Linked DNA regions of Mus musculus: region 1 is linked to region 2. A link is a contact called in public promoter capture Hi-C data. All regions are on one chromosome and are shown on one strand. Each heading gives the region's core, a stretch centred on a gene start, on an enhancer-like site or on the middle of the called end of the contact. The rest is flanking DNA. Distances are from core to core; before and after follow the strand shown. Region 1 holds the start of Tomm34 (translocase of outer mitochondrial membrane 34). Region 2 holds the start of Pkig (protein kinase inhibitor, gamma).

Evidence for each region. Capture Hi-C pulls out chosen DNA fragments and counts their contacts.
Region 1: a contact with region 2 is called in a promoter capture Hi-C map of adipose tissue. The contact joins the promoter of Tomm34 here to the promoter of Pkig in region 2. A contact is called at or near these places in 1 of 39 promoter capture datasets (neural stem cells), 1 of 484 Hi-C or Micro-C datasets (the HL-1 cell line), 1 of 115 datasets of contacts at active chromatin or transcription factors (memory CD8 T cells) and 1 of 9 other capture datasets (adipose tissue).

What each region holds. Positions count from the first base shown.
Region 1 is chr2:164,069,068-164,074,149 of GRCm38.p6, reverse strand. It overlaps Tomm34 (translocase of outer mitochondrial membrane 34), which reads left to right and starts at 2,981. Exons shown (of 7, transcript NM_001291155.1): 1 at 2,981-3,237. The coding sequence starts at 3,111. It overlaps Stk4 (serine/threonine kinase 4), which reads right to left and starts at 12. Exons shown (of 11, transcript NM_021420.4): 1 at 1-12.
Region 2 is chr2:163,655,052-163,660,913 of GRCm38.p6, reverse strand. Pkig (protein kinase inhibitor, gamma) reads right to left here and starts at 2,528. Exons shown (of 4, transcript NM_001039391.2): 1 at 2,422-2,528.

The sequences.
Region 1 (5,082 bases), core at 1,732-4,231, 410 kb before region 2:
CCCTCCCACACTTCCGCTTTCCGCCCCTACCGGAAGCGAGAGGAGGCTGGGCGGAGCGGCGGGAGTCACGTGGCACAGTGGCGGGCGGATACAGAAGTCAGAAAGCCGAAGAGGTGCCTCTCGGGCGGCCTCTAGTGGCCCGAGTGTCAGCGACACCCTCTCCTTGACTTGCCTTTGGACTGAATACTTTCAAGCCTGACTCCTTGAGGGTTCTCCAGTTTCTCAGATGGGGAGGCTGTTAGCAAAGCACGGGCTTGATAAGTGAGTTCTTAAAATATATATATATAAATATATATATATATTTATATATATGTATATATATATTTATATATGTGTGTATATATATATTTATATATGTGTGTATATATATATTTATATATGTGTATATATATATATTTATATATATTTATATATATTTATATATATTTATATATATTTATATATATATTTTATATATGTGTGTGTGTGTATATATATATTTATATATATTTATATATATATATTATATATATATATATATATAGAGAGAGAGAGAGAGAGAGAGAGAGAAAGAAAAAGAAGTGAGTTCATATTAGGGCCAAGGGGAAAAGCCCCAAGCCCTCTGTAAACTAGGGCGCAGTCAAGAAACCATCAAAATCTCTGCTCCAAGACTGGAGAGGTTTTATTGTAGATGAGACCAAACAGCATCTGGAAGACTCCTGAGCAGAGAGAAAAAAACAGACTGGCCAAGGCCAGGGCTATATCTTCCGGGCAGAAAAAATTAGCGAAGAGGGAGAAGAGCCGGTCGGGACCTTGCTGTAGCGTAACTGCTGCGGAGGGGAGTGTGCAAGTTGTAATCTGGAACAGCCTGGGAGCATAGTGGAGGAGGTAAGGAGGGCCAGGCTGCTTTGCTACTCATAACAGATATATGTTACTAGGGACCAAGGACCCTGCAGGTTAGCTTGGCTTAAGTCTCCTTTACCAAAGGCAAGGACGATAAAGGAGTGACTCCTTTTGGTAGACAGAAACCAACAGGTTACAGAGGACTACTCGGGTCTGTCCACCAGCAATCCTTTTGTTTACACTTTCAATATTCAACACAAGCCTTCCCTTTTGGGGGAGGAATTGGGGGTTCGCTTTGGACCTGGCACACCCCCAAAAACGGAAAGATCCACTAATTTAGTCCAAAATGACAGTCTAGACTCAGCTCAAGCCGATAGGGTTATTGACAAAAATAAAGCTCAAGGGCTGGAGGGGTGGCTCAGTGGTTAAGAGCACTGACTGCTCTTGAAGAGGTTCTGAGTTCCATTCCCAGCAACCACATGGTGGCTCACAACCTGTAATGGGATCTGATGTCCTCTTCTGGCGTGTGACTGAAGACAGCTGCAGTGTACTCACATACATAAAATCAATAAATCTTTTTAAAAAAATAAAACTCACAGATTTCTGAAGTTCCGTCGCTGAGCCCTCACCGTTCTGTTTTTAGGGGCGTAGTGGGTATATTTTTAGTTTAGGGTTGTTTGTAGGGATTTGTTTGAAGCAGCATCTGTATATTCCCTGACTGGCCTGGAACATGCTATGTAGACCAGGCTGGCCTCAAATTCAGAAACCAACCTGCCTCTACCTCCTAAGTGCCGGGATTAAAGCGTCCACCACCAAGCCCAGCTCCAGTGTTATCCATGTGTATTCACTGTATTCATCTGTATCCATCTGTATTCACCCACTAAATAAGTTTTATGGTCCACAAGATGCCAGGCGCTTTCCAGCTTTCTGGAATCCTGATCCCGACATCTCAGGTTTCAGCTGATTCTCTGCCTCAGAGGCTCTCTGTGGCCTGCTCAGGTTTAACAGCCTCCACAGGGGTATTTCCTATTGTTTGCCTTCCCCAATCTCCAGGTTCTCCCAGCATCCCTCAGTGCCTACCTGCCATGCCATGCCCCCACCCCTGAACTTTAAGCCCAGAGGCTGGGCTGCCCTTCCCCCAGAGGCTCCTCCCTATATAATCCAGACACTTTGGTCTGCCCTTCTTTTCTCTCTATGCATAAGTGCCCTCCTTCTTTCTTTCTTTCTTTCTTTCTTTCTTTCTTTCTTTCTTTCTTTCCCCCTCCCACCCCCCGCCCCCCCCCACCCCCGTCCCCATGGCGACTTCCCTGGCCTCCTCCTTTGGGACCGGTGAACTTGCCCGAAAGCAGCTTCCCAATAAACCTGCCTTTACTATAATCTGGTTTAAATTGGCTCATTTCATCGGCAACGGAGAAATAACCTATCACCTATAACATCATTGTGTTTTCTTGGTTTTGTTTTAAAACAGGAGCTCAGCTATACTGTCCTTGGCCTCCAAAGTGGTGGAACTGCAGACCTCAACTTTGGATTATGTTGCTTCAATTTTTTTTTTAAGTGCATTATATTCTTTTGTGCGTATAAAAAATTTTCATCATTCTCACTCTATCCTATACAGTCCTCGAGGGTGCCTTAGACTTCCACACGTTTGCATCATCCCGCTCTTTGCTTCTTTATAGTATTAAGATCTTGACGAGCCGGGCGTGGTGGCACCCGCCTTTAATCCCAAAACTTGGGAGGCAGAGGCAGGCAGATTTCTGAGTTCGAGGCCAGCATGGTCTACAGAGTGAGTTCCAGGACAGCCAGGACTATACAGAGAAACCCTGTCTCGAAAACAAACAATCTTGACAAAAAGTATGTTTTCTCTTGGTCGTGGATTAATTGCTTCCCAGGTCCAACGGAGGGAAGATAGTCTGCCTCCTTCGGTGATTCAGCTGTCGCTTCAGCACTGGAGTGCCAGCCACCATCTTCAAACTTGTTGACCACGAGTTCCAGACAGAGCTCACGCCAAAGGCCTTGTTTCTCAACGCCCCCGCCTCCGACCCTCTTAGCTCCGCCCTTCCCTGGCCCCGCCCCTGGACAAGGAAGAGCGGCCGGACAGAGCTAAGGGCTTGAGCCCACTCTTCCGGCCGCTTAGCTCCGCCCCGTCTAGCCCCGCCTCGTCTGGCCCCGCCCCTCAGGGCCGGTCCACAGTGGGCCTTAAAGGCACGCAGCCCTAGCTTCCGGGTGGAAGCTGTTGCGCACCACTTAGCTGGGAAGTGCGTTGCTCCCTGTTTCCCAGCCCACCCGAGATGGCCCCCAAAGTCTCGGATTCCGTGGAACAGCTCCGCGCTGCCGGCAACCAGAACTTCCGCAATGGCCAGTACGGCGAAGCCTCGGCGCTGTACGAGCGCGCACTGCGGCTGCTGCAGGCGCGAGGTAGGAACCCGCCCCACGTTTCCCTCCGGGCCTGCGTCCTCCACCCGCATCCCCGCACCGGGCCTCCCGTTGGCCCAGCCTCCCTGGTTTTCCCTTCCCCGCGTCCAGCCGCCGCACCAGGCCCTCCCAGGGCTTGACCCCGCGATTCTTTCCGTCCCTGGCCGCCTAGCCGCGGCCCGGTCTACCATCACCACCCCCCACCACCCCCAGGCCAGTCGGCTGCGGGCCTTAAGGGCACGCATCCGCTGCTTCCACCCGGAAGCTGTTGCGCACTCCTCGGCGGGGAACGGAGGTGGTCCTTGTTTGCCGGCCTCCCGGGATGGCCCCCAAACTCTCAGACTCTGTGGAAGAGCTCCGCGCAGCCGGCAACCAGAGTTTCCGCAACGGCCAGTACGCCGAGGCTTCGGCGCTGTACGAGCGCGCGCTGCGACTGCTGCAGGCGCGAGGTAGGAACCCGCTCCCCCGTTTACCTTCCGGGCCTGCAGGCATCCTGCACCCGCATCGGCGCCCTGGACTAAGTGTTGATCCTGTCCTCTGGGTCTTTCTTTTCCCCGGGCCATCTGCCGCACCAGCCTCTACCACCACGCCCCCGCATATAGCTAGCGCACCTGTCCGCCCCTCATGTACTCATTTTAAAATTCAGTTGACTTTTGTATATTGACTGAATGTGGCTGGCGAGATGGGGTCCTTTCAAGGATAGAACTTCCTGGGGCCAGTTGTCTTACATTTGTAAGTAAAGGAGACCTCTGAGATTAGAACTATTAATACAAAGTAATGTGATAAGGTTGGATCCTTTAGAAAGGAAGTCATGGGCAACTTCTCAAGAGATATTTGAGATGTCCCTGAGTTGAGTGTCTAATGCATGCCAGGTGCGGAGACCCATCAGATACACTAAGCAGCATAAGCTATTAATGAGACAATTTAAGACAGGAAGTACACAAAACCTTAATTGTGTTGGTGCTTTAAACCCTCCAAAGAGTTGGGATTTTATCCCCTAATTGGAAGAGTTTTAAACAAAAGAACAGCATATTAACAATGCTCCTAACCTTTGCCCGAAGTTTCAGAAGCTTTGACATGAAGACAGCCTTGAGTCCCACTTTCTCTGAGTCCTCATTCTCATTTTCTCTCTTTCCTTCTTTTTTTATCTTAAAGATTTATTTACTATTATATGTAAGTACACTGTAGCTGCCTTCAGACATTCCAGAAGAGGGTGTCAGATCTCATTACGGATGGTTGTGAGCCACCATGTGGTTGCTGGGATTTGAACTCATAACCTCTGGAAGAGCAGTCAGTGCTCTTACCCGCTGAGCCATCTCACCAGCCCCATTCTCATTTTCTTGACCAGTGTTTGTTGCGTGGTTTTCTGTGCTGGATGTTATCTTTGTTTATCTTCACTATGACCAGATCAACCTGTAGATGAGGAATCCCAAAGAATTCATTGCCTTCCTAGGATGACACAGTGCAGATTGTTAGACCCAGAATTTGAATATAGTCATCTGATTTCTGAATCTGGTTTTATTTGTGGTCATGGGGTGGGGTTAATGTGCCAGAGGTGGCATCCCCGTGGAGCTGGAGTTACAGGTGTTGTGCACTGCCTCACGTGGGTGCTGGAAGCTACACTCTGGCCTTCTGCAAGATCAGTGTATGCTTTAAACCCCTAAACCATCTCTCCAGCCCCCTGAGTCCAAATTTTTAATCATTACCTAGACTAATTCATAAATCCTCCTTTTTAGACCTTTTATGGGTTGAAGCTATGCATGGGTACACACACACACACACACACATCCTGTTGTTTTCTCTGGAAACCCTCTTAGGCTGCTCCCACTATGTCAGTCCCACATCTTG
Region 2 (5,862 bases), core at 1,279-3,778:
TTAAACTCTTGGTCCTCCTGCCTCCACCTCCAACTGCTGGAAAGACAGGCAGGTGCCACGCTGGGCTCAGTGACATTGCTTTTGTTTTGTTTTGTTTTGTTTTGAGACAGGGTTTCTCTGTATAGCCCTGGATGTCCTGGAACTCACTTTGTAGACCAGGCTGGTCTCGAACTCAGAAATCCACCTGCCTCTGCCTCTGCCTCCCGAGTGCTGGGATGAAAGGCGTGTGCCACCATGCCCGGCTTGACATTGCTTTTCAATATTGTAAAATACTGTCTTTTTCCATTCTCACCATCTCTCCAGATAGAGCTAATTCTCACTACTCCCTCCCCCAACCTCCAGACTAGATTGTATTCACCTGATCAGAAACACCCAGCAACACCTCCCATTACACTGCCACTGCCAGCCTAATTTCCCAACTAGGCCCTGATCTCCACGATAAGAACCAGCTTTCTCATCCAGCTCTGCCCAGTGCCTGGCACCTCACACTTCCTATGGGTTAGATGTAGTTTGTGTGCACGTCCCAAGGGTTCACATGCTGACATTTCTGCTTCAGATGGTGAGTGAAGACAGGGGAAACCACACTGACATAGTGTCCAGAGGAAGAAGGCAGCATCAGATAAGGTCAGAGGTTGTAACTGGATCCTGGAACTGCCTGAGAGAAGGTCATGGGTAAACAGCTCTGAGGCAGTACCCCTGCCTGCTGTGGACAAGGGTCTCTTCGACCCCCACATCACAAAAAGAGGAACCCTTGAACTCCCCATCTTGTGATATGCTCAACAAGCTGAGCCCTCTCAGGACTCTGCCATAAAAAGAACATGGTCAGAAGTGGGCTCCAAGAATCTCCAGAACTGTAAGCTAAAGAAACCTCTTCTCTCTCTCTCTTTTTAAAGATTTATTGTTATATGTAAGTACACTGTAGCTGTCTTCAGACACACCAGAAGAGGGCATCGTATCTCATTACAGATGATTGCTGGGATTTGAACTCAGAACCTTCAGAAGATCAGTCGGTGCTCTTAACCACTGAGCCATCTCGCCTGCCCCGAAACCTCTAATCTTGCTAAAGCGAGTATGTAGTTTTAATAATGAAAAAAAGGTCTAAGATAATTGTCAATATCTGTTTTTTTTTTTGTTTTGAATCGCCATAAAGAACTGGCTGCAAAGCAAAAAATAATAGCAAGGAGACCAAAGAGGGTGAGAGGTCTACTTCTGATCAAGGGCGCGCATAGAATCGCGGAAGCGCATGCGCACACGCTCACCCGCTTCTAATTAGACGCCTCTGCAAGCTCACAAACTCAGGAGCAGAGACATGAGAGTCAGGAGTTCAAGGCAAAGCCTCAGCTACACAGCAGCATTAATCAAGACCAGACTGTAGGCCACAAAATCCTGTATTAAAACAAACAAATCCCTTGAGGGTTCACAAAAAATAAAAAGCAAACATCCTAAAACTTTACCCATAACGCCACCTCCGACCCTAAAAAAAGTCTGTCAAGAAGAGCCGAGGCTTATCCTTCAAACATCAAGTAGACACTCTTGCTACCTTTTGGACTCCCTTCCAGCCTGAAATTCTTGGGAGAGTCTCTAGAAGTTTGGCTGTCTCCTCAAGGCACCGTTTTCCTAACACTAGGCACACACACCAGACTAGTCTTCTGGCCAAGACAAAAGGCAAGCTACATACCTCCTTTTGGAAGTAACCTTCTAGTGTAATCCTCTCTCTCTGATCACCTCTGAAGGTCTACAACAGCCTCCACTGCATTCAGCTTCCTGTACGTGTAAAACCATAGCTCAAATTACACCAAAAACCAGTCCATAGGTCAGTTTCCTACGGGCAGGAGTGGAGTTCCCTAAGGACAAGACGTCTCATTCACTTTTTTTTTTTTTTAAACCGCTGGCGATCAGCCCAGGCCCTGGTTCTCAATAAATACTCAATGATGCTCCTCGTAGTAGTAACAAGAAAAGCGCCCATGTAGTGAGGATTTTAAATATAAAAACACGTTTTGATCATCTTATAAGACAGGTATTATTATCCCCATTGTGCAGGTGAGAAAACTGACTCAGAAATAAGTCCGATCTCGCCGACCTCCCACCACCACCACCAACGAAGAGCGACACACGCAGACGTTCTCTTCAGTTCCTAGCTACTCCGCGACCAACCCTCATAAAATAGGAGCTTTTTAAAAATTACTATTTAAAAGGAAAACTTTCGAGTGAGGCTCCAGAGATACATAGGAATAAAAGCGGAAAGCGCACCCACCCGAACTCGGCCGGGGTCAGAGGGCGTCGCAGGCGCCAGCTCGCGGGCCCAAGGGACAAAGGTCCGGCCCTCTGTCCTTGCCTGGCGTCCCCGCGACCCGTTCCTCGCCGGTCGCCCGGCGGACCGCTCCTCTCCGGGTCACGTTCACCCGCTCTACCGCCGCTTACCTGCCGCCTTGTCGCCTCGTAGAGCCCCGGCCGCCGGCGCGAGCGCCTCCCCGGGGCCGCCTGGCGCCCGCAGCCCGCCGCCGAGCCGTTGCCTAGGCGACGCGACTGCCGAACTCCCGCGTCGCTTGCTCTACGGCGGCCGGGAAGGGACGCGACTGGGAGCAATGGGCGGAGGAAGGAAAGCGGTCCTGAGGCTGGGGTCTTAGCTCTCCAGAGAGGTGGCCAGTGAAAGATGAGCATGGAGGCCATCGAGGCTCTAGGTGAGGGCTTGTCCCTCGGATGTTTATGCCACCAGATGTAGCTTTTTTTTTTTTAATTACTTTTTTGATGGTGGTACACATGCTCTATTACTGAGCTACAAGCCCAGCCCTCTGACTGAAAATAAAGACTAGAAAAATTGATGTGGAGTGACAAATTCCTCTGTCATAATCTCTGAAACGAAGGGGTGTGGCAAAAAAGTAAAAGTTTTTTGTTTTTGTTTTTTTTTGGGGGGGGGGGCACGAAAATTTAAACACCAGAATTAATTTCAGCATGGGAAATAATTAATTCATATTCAGCAATTAGGTTTCCTGGGGGAAATCCTGCAAATATAAGGGACCCTAAGTTCAAAGGGTGCTCCTAGCTGGTGTGGAGCTCGTATCCACTTGGGGGAAAAACTATGAATTAGACTAAATCTGAATTCAGATTAAATCAGTTGATTGCTACCACTAACAGAATCACAGCCTTGGATGGCAGCCTTAGAGCCAAATCAAAAGATTGCCTTGCCAAGGAGTGGCTAAAGGAAGGGTTTACAAAGATGGACATCAGCAGTGGGCATCACAGTTATCTCATGCTTGGTGGAACCCACAGCTGGGGGAAGAACTGGCTTTCCTCCTCTCAGTTGTTTCTCATCCCACTGTACAGAGGGAAAGGGTCCGCCTCATCCCAGTCCCAGAGCCATAAGCAGGTTTACAGAAGCCAGAGCAAAGGGGTTGACTACCTCACAGAAGCAATGTCCTGTTTCCTCTTCTTGTCTCACATAGGGAAGGCCTGTAGGCCCCTAGGATTCTCCTGCATTTTAGGTCAGAATGGCTTCTTAAGCTATTTAAGGAGTTCTTGGTACACCTTAAGTTCCTTAGTTATTATAGGAGAGTCACATATAAATTGTCACACAAGCTAGACCACTCAGGGGAAATGGAAAGTGTCATTAATGACTGAGAGAGTGGTTTCTTCCAGGACAGCCAGGGCTACACAGAGAAACCCGGTCTCGAAACAAACAAACAAACAAACAAACATATCACTAACTTGGGGCTATGTGGTTAAGAGGACCTATCACACTCCCAGAAAACCCTGTTTCAATTCCCAGCAACTGCATGATACCTAACAGCTGTCTGTAGCTCCAGTTTCAGGGGATTTTTATGTCCTCTGGCCTCTGTGGGCACCAGGCACATACATGGTGCACAGACATGCATGTAGACGAAACATTCATACACATAAAATAAAATTCCCCTACACATTTGTCGCAGATGTGCAGCTTGGTCATCATGTGGGTCCCCAAACAACTGGAGCATGGGCTGTCTCTGACTCTGCTGCCTGCCATTGGATCTCCTTCCCCTAGCTGGATTGCCTGGTGGGGCTTCCCACACGCGGCGGGAGAGGATATACTTAGCACCTGCTGTGACTTGGTGTTCCAGGGCTGGTTGGTATACAAAGAGGGCTTTCCCTTCTCTGAAGAGAAGGGAAGAGAAGATAATGGGGAGAGGAAGAGGAGGGTGAGACTGGGAAGAGAGGAGGGAGAGGGCTATTACCAGGATGTAAAGTGAATAAATAAATTAATGAAAAAGAAATGAAATGAAATAAAAAGAATTTTTTAAATATCTTTTTAAAAAAAAACAGAGATCAGACTCTGATCTGAGCATGCTCACTTGGACACTGAAACTGTGATCGAAAGCTTGGGATAAGATTTTTTTCTGAGGGGATAGCTCAGTTGGTAAAGTGCAAACATGAGGACCTGAGTTCAGATCTCCAGCATTCATATAAAAAGCTGAGTGTGATGTCATCTGCTTATAATCCCAGTGCAGGGAAGAGAGAGACCAGGGGCTCTCAGTGCAGGCCAGCCAGCCTAGCTTAAATGCTGAGAGCCCCAGATCCCATTAGCAGACCCTGTCTCAAAAGACAAGATGGTTGGTTCCTGAGAAATGGCAACCAAGGTTTGAAAGGACGACATAGACCCCATTTGTCTCCATGTAAGGACCAGGCATGACTTCAAAAATGACTGTAAGGCACCAGCTCCGGGAACAGACCATAAATCCCAGAAACTAAGCCCTAAGACACCAGCTCCAGGAACAGACCATAAAATCCAGAACAAGATCATAAAACCCCCTCCCAAAGAACAGCCTAGGGACAGCCACTAAGATGGGGAAATATCTTATCTCAGAATGGGCCACCTGCACTGGGCAGCCCTAGTTCATCCTGTGATTAAACATGCATGACATGGGAATGCAGACCACTGACCTCTTGTGATCCCCTAGCACCCACCAATGAAATGTTAGATGACTTAATCCTTCTAGACAGTTCTCTCAGTCCCCTATGAGAAGGCCTGCCTGCCTTTGTCTGAGGTCGCCATTTTGGAGAATGGTTGACTCTTAAAAACGCGTTCTCACGCCCGGCCAGGAAGAACACAACAACCAGAATCTTCTGCGGCAAAACTTTATTGCTTACATCTTCAGGAGCCGGAGCGCAAGCCCCAAGCCCCAAGAACGAAAGCCCCTCATCATCCCCAAAACGAAAGCGAAACCCCTGTCCTTATTTCGGAGAGTTATCTTTTTTTGCCTCAGACGCATCACTCCCTGATTGGCTGCAGCCCATGGCCGAGTTGACATCACGGGAAAGGCAGAGTACATGGGGCGGAGACCTACCCTGGCACATGCGCAGATTATTTGTTTACCACTTAGAACACAGGATGTCAGCGCCATCTTGTGACAGCGAATGTGGGGTGGCTCCCAACAATTCCCCCTTTCCTTTTAATAAGAGCAATAGGCCACCCATATTAATGAGAGTGGAGATAGAGGTCAAATCCCCAGTGTGCAGGTAAAGGAGCCATGTACAGGATTAGCTCTTAGGCTCACAGGCTTTTACCCAGAGCAACCCTGACCTGCTCCCGTGTCGTTTTGCCTGGAGAGAAGGACACTTGGACACTCAACCTTCTTGAAAGATGACATGTCTCCCTAGAATAGGCTCATATGCCGCAGAGCCCTTCTACTGCAGTGCTTAGCCGTGCAACTCTCTCGGGCTGCTGAAGCACACTCACTCTATTCCGTGCAATGAGACTAGCCTCGTGGTGGTGCAAGAGCTGAGTGGCCAGCGACCTATTGCCTAAGCATATAAAATCAGGGGAAGCACCATGTTCTAGTACTGCAAGTGCCTGGGCAATAACCACCTTGTCTCTCCTAGTTTGGGCCT